2 separate regions of the Gossypium hirsutum genome follow, and region 1 is linked to region 2. The links are chromatin contacts, called in public Hi-C maps. All regions are on one chromosome and are shown on one strand. Each heading gives the region's core, a stretch centred on a gene start, on an enhancer-like site or on the middle of the called end of the contact. The rest is flanking DNA. Distances are from core to core; before and after follow the strand shown.

What was found. A called contact is a pair of places that touch in the nucleus more often than the background predicts.
Region 1: a Hi-C map of leaf shows a contact between it and region 2, with 2.4 times the contacts expected there. The contact joins the promoter of LOC107893898 here to the promoter of LOC107893795 in region 2. A contact is called at or near these places in 2 of 34 Hi-C or Micro-C datasets (both in leaf).

The regions. Positions count from the first base shown.
Region 1 is chrA13:42,481,463-42,485,371 of Gossypium_hirsutum_v2.1, forward strand. It overlaps LOC107893898 (serine/threonine-protein kinase ATG1c), which reads right to left and starts at 2,401. Exons shown (of 13, transcript XM_016819039.2): 1 at 1,858-2,401; 2 at 615-732; 3 at 471-529; 4 at 103-167. The coding sequence starts at 2,100.
Region 2 is chrA13:41,784,121-41,787,932 of Gossypium_hirsutum_v2.1, forward strand. It overlaps LOC107893795 (lipid phosphate phosphatase gamma), which reads right to left and starts at 1,355. Exons shown (of 2, transcript XM_016818887.2): 1 at 439-1,355. The coding sequence starts at 1,147. The coding sequence ends at 458.

The DNA.
Region 1 (3,909 bases), core at 1,151-3,650, 700 kb after region 2:
AGGATGGAAGAGTACATTTTATACAATTCCTTCCAAAAAAATGCAAAAATAAAAAGGGAAAGATAACACCCAATAAGCAAGTGGAGCAATGCGATCACTTACCTTGCAAATCCAAAGTCCGCAATCTTTAAAACCGCATTGCGGTCGTTTGTTGACAGAAGAAGATTCTGTTCCAGAAACAACAACACTATAAAGAGAACCTACTGAAAGAAAACTTTACATGGACAAGACTAGTCTATACCAAAGAACATTAACCAATATATGCAACTTCATCACAATTCATAACAAGGTACAAAAGAAAATTTGATTTAGAAGGGGAAAAGCCTGTTACATCCATGCTCTATTTTATTAAAGTTACAAAAAGAAAATAATATGCCTTTCCGATTGCGCTTTCTTTTTTCCTTATTAGGCAAAAGTAGCCATAAAGTTATACCAAAATTCAAACTTTAACCAAAGAGAATGAAATGAACCTGAGGCTTTAGATCACGATGTATAAGATTATTGTCACGGAGAACTTGTAGGCCAGCCGCTGCACAAAGATGATCATATAAGTTTAACCAACCAAAATTCAAAGGAGAAGGAAAACCAACAACCAGACACAATTTGCAGCATACCTAGTTGCTGCATGAAATGCTTTGCAGTTGCTTCAGGGACACATCCATGATGTGTAATACACATAGAAAGGTCACCCCCCTTGCAGTATTCCAATACAAGATGTATCTTTCCAGGAACCTAAATACAGGTATATAAACCAAAATAAATATGATTAAGATATACACTACATGATTGCTCATATAACAAATGAAAGTAAACAAAGAAAGAAATGGCATATCAACATTATCCCAAACAACTTCAAATTCAAATCAAAAGTATATGTGACATTTTCCAGTTGATCTCAACTTACAAAAGATCAAATAAGCACTAACAAAATGCGTCTACAACTCATAAAGAAAAATTGCTACTACAAAATCCATTATTCCACTCTAACCAGTCCATGGAATGAAGGGCACAGCATATAACCACTCCAGCACGATGCAAATATTTTAGAGATATAGATACATATAAGCTGCAAACTTCACAAACAAATACATGAAAACTAGATTCACCATTTAGTTTCTTGACCACTGCAAATTTACCAAATTGCTTCCCATGATCCTTGAGACTTCTCCATTAGTATTAGTTGCTGAATTCCCAATGGCATCATTTGTCAAATGTTTTGCTATAGGAAGGAGATTATGGATGCTATAGGCTTAACTTTGTTTTATTGCTGGCTAATTTGACTAGATAAGGTGACTGATTGTACGTTTTTATTGTTTAAATGATGAATCTTATGGTGGTTTATTCCATTGGGTTGATTTGAAGGATTTTGTTGTATTAGATTAGGCGTGATGAGCAATTTAGGTGTTCAATCCCCTGTAAATGATGTTGCTCATTTTCTGTAATGAGCTTTTCTTATTAATAAAAAACTTTGCTTAGCAAAGAAAAAAACACAATATATAGATTGACTGAAATTTCCACTATTCGTTAATTCTTTCATTCTCTGCTTCCATCAAATACGAGTATGCGCGGATAGCTCTTTTCAAAAAGTAGATTCTTCTCATTTTCAATATTGCATTCTAAAATATCTTCAGTTAAAAAGAATCCACATCCTCCGTTCTTTCATCATTTTCCTTAAAAGAAGAACTTTCCCTCAATAAATGGCGCCTCAAATTTCAGTCCCTACCTTAGTTAACAACTCATTTTCAAATAGCTCCATTTCCGCCACTTCTTCCTCTACTTTATCGGCATCCAAACAACTCCCTAAAATCTAATAGTAAAAGGAAACAATTAAATAAAAGGGAACAAGAAGAAACGAACCTCAACAATATCATGCAGTCGAATAATATTAGGATGATTGATTCTCTTCAAAATAAAGATTTCCGACATCAAACTATCTTGCAACTTCTTATTGAGTCGACCCGTTACGATCTCCTTTATCGCCACCTCGGTTCCATGAACTCGATGCCTCGCATGCCAAACAATCGAAAAGGAACCCGACCCGATTTTCCGACCCACTAAATAGTTCCCTACCATTCTTCCCCTCCCCGTTGCTTGAGCCATTACAGACGAACCTGGAACAAAAAGAGAGAGAAAAAAGCCCAAGGATCCGACTCCAGAGCTTGAAGCTTTAAAAAATGGTATAGAATACTGGAATTTGGATCTTCGGAAGATCCGACCCGAATATTAATTGGATTTCCGATTCACCGTGCAAAGAAAAATAATCTGAGGAAGAGTGAGGAAGGAGGGTGAGATGAGAACTTGATTAATGAGTTCTCTAAAATTATGCATTCTAGTTATTATGGGTTGAATTATTGAGATTATTAATTGGGATTAGCGAACGTAATTGAGGATTAATGTTTTGTGATTCGATGATTATTTTGTTTTTTTTAATGAAAACCATAAGCTAAAAGCGGGATTAGACGGTGTATATTTTTAAGATACGGTTACTTATACGGTGTAACCACGGATGTTAGTGAGTTGGCTGTTTTTAATTGGGTGGACAAGTGGTAGGTGATGATGGAAAAGCGCCGATATCAGCTTTTTACCACCTGTCCGTCAGACATTGGTTAGATAACGTTAAAGCGACTTTTTGGCCTTTTATGAATTATTTAATACTTTAATTTTCATTTTCCAAGTTTACTAATAAATATCCTTTAAATAAATTTTTATTAGATGTGAAGCTAAAAATTTTAATGTTTCTTAAATAATTTTTTATTATAAAATTAAAAGAACAATAAAAATGAAAGATAATTTATCTTTTACTTACGATACAATAAGTTTGTACATGTTTTCTATTTATAGGGCTTTAAATATCATAAGTTATAAAACATTAAGGATTAAAATTAAGGTATCTTGTAAATAATTTAGGGGTTTTAAGAAAATGAATTTAAGGGTTATAGACATTCATTCTTTAAATGTTATAATAAGATAAATTTGAGGTTATGAACATCCATTTATAAATAGATTTACAACACTCCCCATTGAATGTCTATTAATAAAAATGTTTCGTAAAAAATTATTAAGAAAAATTTATGAAATAAAAACCTAATGAAAGAAAAAAGTACATAATCTATTATTACAAGTTATCTCATTAAAAAATTTTATCACGAAAACCTAGTAAGATAAAACATTGATTAAAGGAAAAGAGTGCAATATATTTTTTACTCCCTCTAATGACAACATCACATTATATCTTTGAGTTGACATATTCCAATTTTGTCCAGTAGTCCTTCAAATGTTAAAGTTAACAATGCATTGGTAAAAAAATCTGTTTAATCATCACTAGAATGAATTTGTTGAACTTCTATATCACATTTCTTCTCAAGATTATGAGTGAATAATAGTTTTGGTGAAATATGTTTCGTTCTATCACCTTTGATGTAACCACCCTTCAATGGAGCTATACATGTTACATTATCTTCGTATAAGATAGTTGACATATTTTTTTTGTAAAGGCATATTACATATCTTCTAAATATGTTGGGTCAATAATAAGGGCGAAGTTAGAAAAAAAATTTCATGTGGGCAAAAATTAAATTGTAATTTTCACAATAGTAAAAATGTAATTTCGCCATTTTAATAGCATGTATCTTATAATTTTTAAAAAAATTTAATCAATTTTTTATCATTTTTAGGGGGCAAAGTGCAATTTTACCTTTACTAATTTAAAATCTTAAAAATTTTAAAGGGCCTAAAAATATTATTTTAGGGGATTCGAGGCCCCTGTCAACTCCCTAACTATGTCCCTGATCAATAACTTTAGCAAAACACACTTTTGATTTTCCCTATGCATTGCAATTATTTCTGTATGATTTGAAAAGGCAACAACTAATGTATGTTTTGTTGAATGTTATGATATGGTAGTACCTC
Region 2 (3,812 bases), core at 105-2,604:
CTTCATTTTCTATTATTGTGAAGACTGGGAATTTATTCTAAATGACACAAAGGAATGAGTCACTGTTTAATGCAGGGTCAACATAAAGTACTTAATCCATGAATCCAAAGCTTAGGTCAACTGCTTCATACAAATATCCTTAAGAGGTGGCATTCATTAGTTTTTAATTCATATTCCAATATGTTCAACACTAACCCTAACTATTCCTACCAGCAAATAAAAGGTGCTTGCTCGGTCACTTCATACAACCATCCTTAGAATGTAACAGCTACTAAGCTTGGAATTAGGATCCCAACACGTGTAATTTATTATTACCGAAACAAAAATGTTCAAGGAAAATTTTCACATTATCAAAGATGCAAAATAACCAAGTAAGTTTCAATACAAAATGTAACAAAAGATTGAACATATGAAACTATATATGTAAATATTTCATACCTGATGAGTTTGTGTTTAATCAACTGCTCTTGGAAGCCATGGCTTTTCTGGCAGCCATAGTATTCCTAGCAGCCCTTGCATTATCATACTCAAACTTCAACACATCTGATATGTGAGAAGTATCCTTAACATAAAAAAACCTCCCAAAGGGACTCTCTTCAATCAAAGGGAAATAACAGAAGAGCATAGAATTCACCACCCAAAACCAGAGCCCACCAAGCAAAATCCCCAATGAAGCTCCAGCAAGAACCTGGGCCACCGTATGGTAACCTAAATAAACCCTAGAATACATAGTCAAGACAGCCAAAGACCAAGGTAAAAACAAAGCAGCCCACTTGGTTCTAACATTCCAAATCCCACCGATCCCTTTGCATGTCAAAAGGGTGAAATAAACAGCGAAAAAGAACATGTATTGAGAGAGACTTGAAGGCCAGCCGTGAGAATCACACATTTCTAAAAGAGCACAGGTTTCAGGGCGGGCTTGTTGAACGGATTTTTTGATGAATTCATTAATGAACTGTGATATTACTAGGCCTAATGCAAAGAACATGCTTTGAAGCTCTCTACGGAAGATGAAATGAGAAACGAAGCCACCAAGGGAAATGAAAACGGGAACTAAAGAAACCCAGGCTAAGAAATGGCCTAGTTGGTCACCTCTTTGATACCTTACATGAGTTAAACTTACCGCTTTTAGTGCATTATATGTCATGGTGGGATTTCGATCTGGGTTTTTGGAGAAGTTGGGATCAAACTTAACTTTAAGACGGGATTTAGTTTGGGAGAGTTGGGTCAAAGCCGGTGCTTTCAATGTTTGTTTGAGGGGAAACTGCCGTGAAATTAAAAGCCAAAAAGGATAAAAGTCCAAGGAAGTATCTGGAAAGGAACACCCATTGAGTTGGCTACACGTGGGAATAATGAAACTCACACAAAATTAGTATTTTTTTTTTAAATCTTAATTCGGCTTTTTTATATTAAATTATTATTTAAATTAATTTCTCAAAATAAATGTGTTTTGAGATTATTTTTCCGAAAATGTTGCATAAAGCCTTCAACCTAATTTGTTCTGGATGTAATCATCAGAAGGAATTTCCATTGTGATTGGGTTATAGATGGACAGAAAATTGGTTTTATACAAAATTTCAGATCTAATTGAATTTTTAAGTTAATCTTAAACTAAATTAAATTCCAATTTAGTTTTAAAGATTAAATTAAATTTTTACTTTAAATGGAGAGATTTAATTAAATTTTAAAAATAAATTAAATTAAATTAAAATTTTATTTTAAATGGAGAGATTAAATTAAATTTTAAAAATAAATTAAATAAATTTAATTATTGTTAATTTTTAATGAAAATTCTGTGCATGTTAGAAATGAGAGAATGAGCAGAAGTCTAATCCAATTTAATATTATATATAATATTTAAAATCAAAAGTTTTAAATAATTATTTCTACGTGGATGATCTAAACTTTTTGTAAATGAAAATTTAAAGTTCCACAATTTGCTATGCATTTAATTTTAGATATATTATGCATATTAAATTTTAAATTTCTTTTCAAGAAATTGCTTATAGGCTAAAAAGTATTTTTTAAACCCATAAATAATGCCAAATATTTCACTTTTGAAATTGAACAAAGGAGGAGAGTAAAGAGGAGATAGTGATAATTCTGTAGAGGCCGGTTTACTTAAAACAGTTGAGAGACAGAAAGGAACAAGATAACAGGCTGATTGAAAGAGAGAAGAAGGATTTGCTCAAAGTAACTTTAGGGTTGAAAAAGATGATCCCTTCTTCATTGCTAGGAGGGTATTTATAGGAGAGGTTCTATACTTCACTAATGTGATGTAACAGCCTGTTTTTAGTCAAATTAGAACAGTAGTTTCGGGACCACAAATCTGAGGTTAAAATATTTATTTTATTATTATTTTAATTTTTACAGCATGAATATATGATGGTGTGAAATTTTTGTTACGAAATTTTAGCATTTAGTTGCTCAATTTGATAAAAAAGACTAAATCGCGTAAAATGAAAAAGTGCTATTCTATTAGTTAAGAGTGCTAAATAGCTATAGAACCTTAAAGTTAAGGTCCTTATGTTGTAAAATTAGATATTGGATGATAATGGCTTGGCATAATTGAAATTTTGAATTAATAATAAGGTTAATTTTGTCATTTAGTAATTAAAGGTTAATTTAATAAAACAAAAGCCTTTAATTTCATTCATATTCTTCCTTAGCCGTTTGTAACATGAAGAATAGCCATTTTTAGGGCTTGATATTCAGCCAAGCCTTGTATGCTCAATTAGGTACGATTTTTGTCCCGTTTTTAATGACTTTTGTGTTTTTGATATAGTTGCAACTAGGTCTAGCTAGCCTAGGGACTAATTTGCAAAATTTTTAAAGATTTTGAATGTTTCCATTGATGAATATGTATGATTTTTTTTATTGATGATAGATTTTGAATGTTATTTGATAGATATACAAGTTTTGCTAAGTGATTTTTAGTGAAAATGCAAAATAGGGATTAAATTCATAAATGTGAAAAGTTAGTGGTTAAAATGTGAAATAAATGAAAAATATGGCTGCTAGGGGCATAATAGTAATTCGGCTAGCATGGGTATATTTGCAATTTCATTAATTTGGGGTTTTATGAAATAAGGACTAAATTGTAAAAAATGTGAAAGTTTAGGGGCAAATGTGTAAAATAGCCCTAATGTATATTTTGGATTGAATTGAATAAATATTTGATAAAATAAGTTAATTTTGAATATATTTAGATAAAGAAAGAGAAATACGGACTTGGATCGGGGAAAAGATAAAGTACTCAATTAATCGACAATTTCATCATTTTTGAATCGAGGTAAGTTCGTATGTAATAAGTATTGTTATAATTATGCTTTAAATGCTTTGATATTGCATAAATTGTGTATATGAGACTACAATCATATTTGACGACAATTCGGCTATGTATGGCACTTAGTGTGCGGTTCGAGATAGCTTCGGCTATGTATGGCATTTAGTGTGCGATTCGAGATAGCTTCGGCTATGTATGGCACTTAGTGTTCGATTCGAGATAGCTTCAGCTATGTATGGCACTTAGTGTGCGATATTAAAATAGCTTCAGCTATGTATTGTCACTTAGTGTGCGAGAATTCGAGTTTTCAACGCTTTTCCATTTGGGTATGAGTTTGTTACAGATTGGTTCAGGTATGTATATGAATAATACAAGCTTTAAATTGAAGAAGTCATGAAGTTTGCATATAAGTATATGGTTAAGCATGTAGAAGATTTGTTAGTATTTATGAATTATGAATTAACAAGTTCAAATTGATAAATTGTGTATTTATGATTAGTTGAGTTTATTTCATAAGAGCTTACTA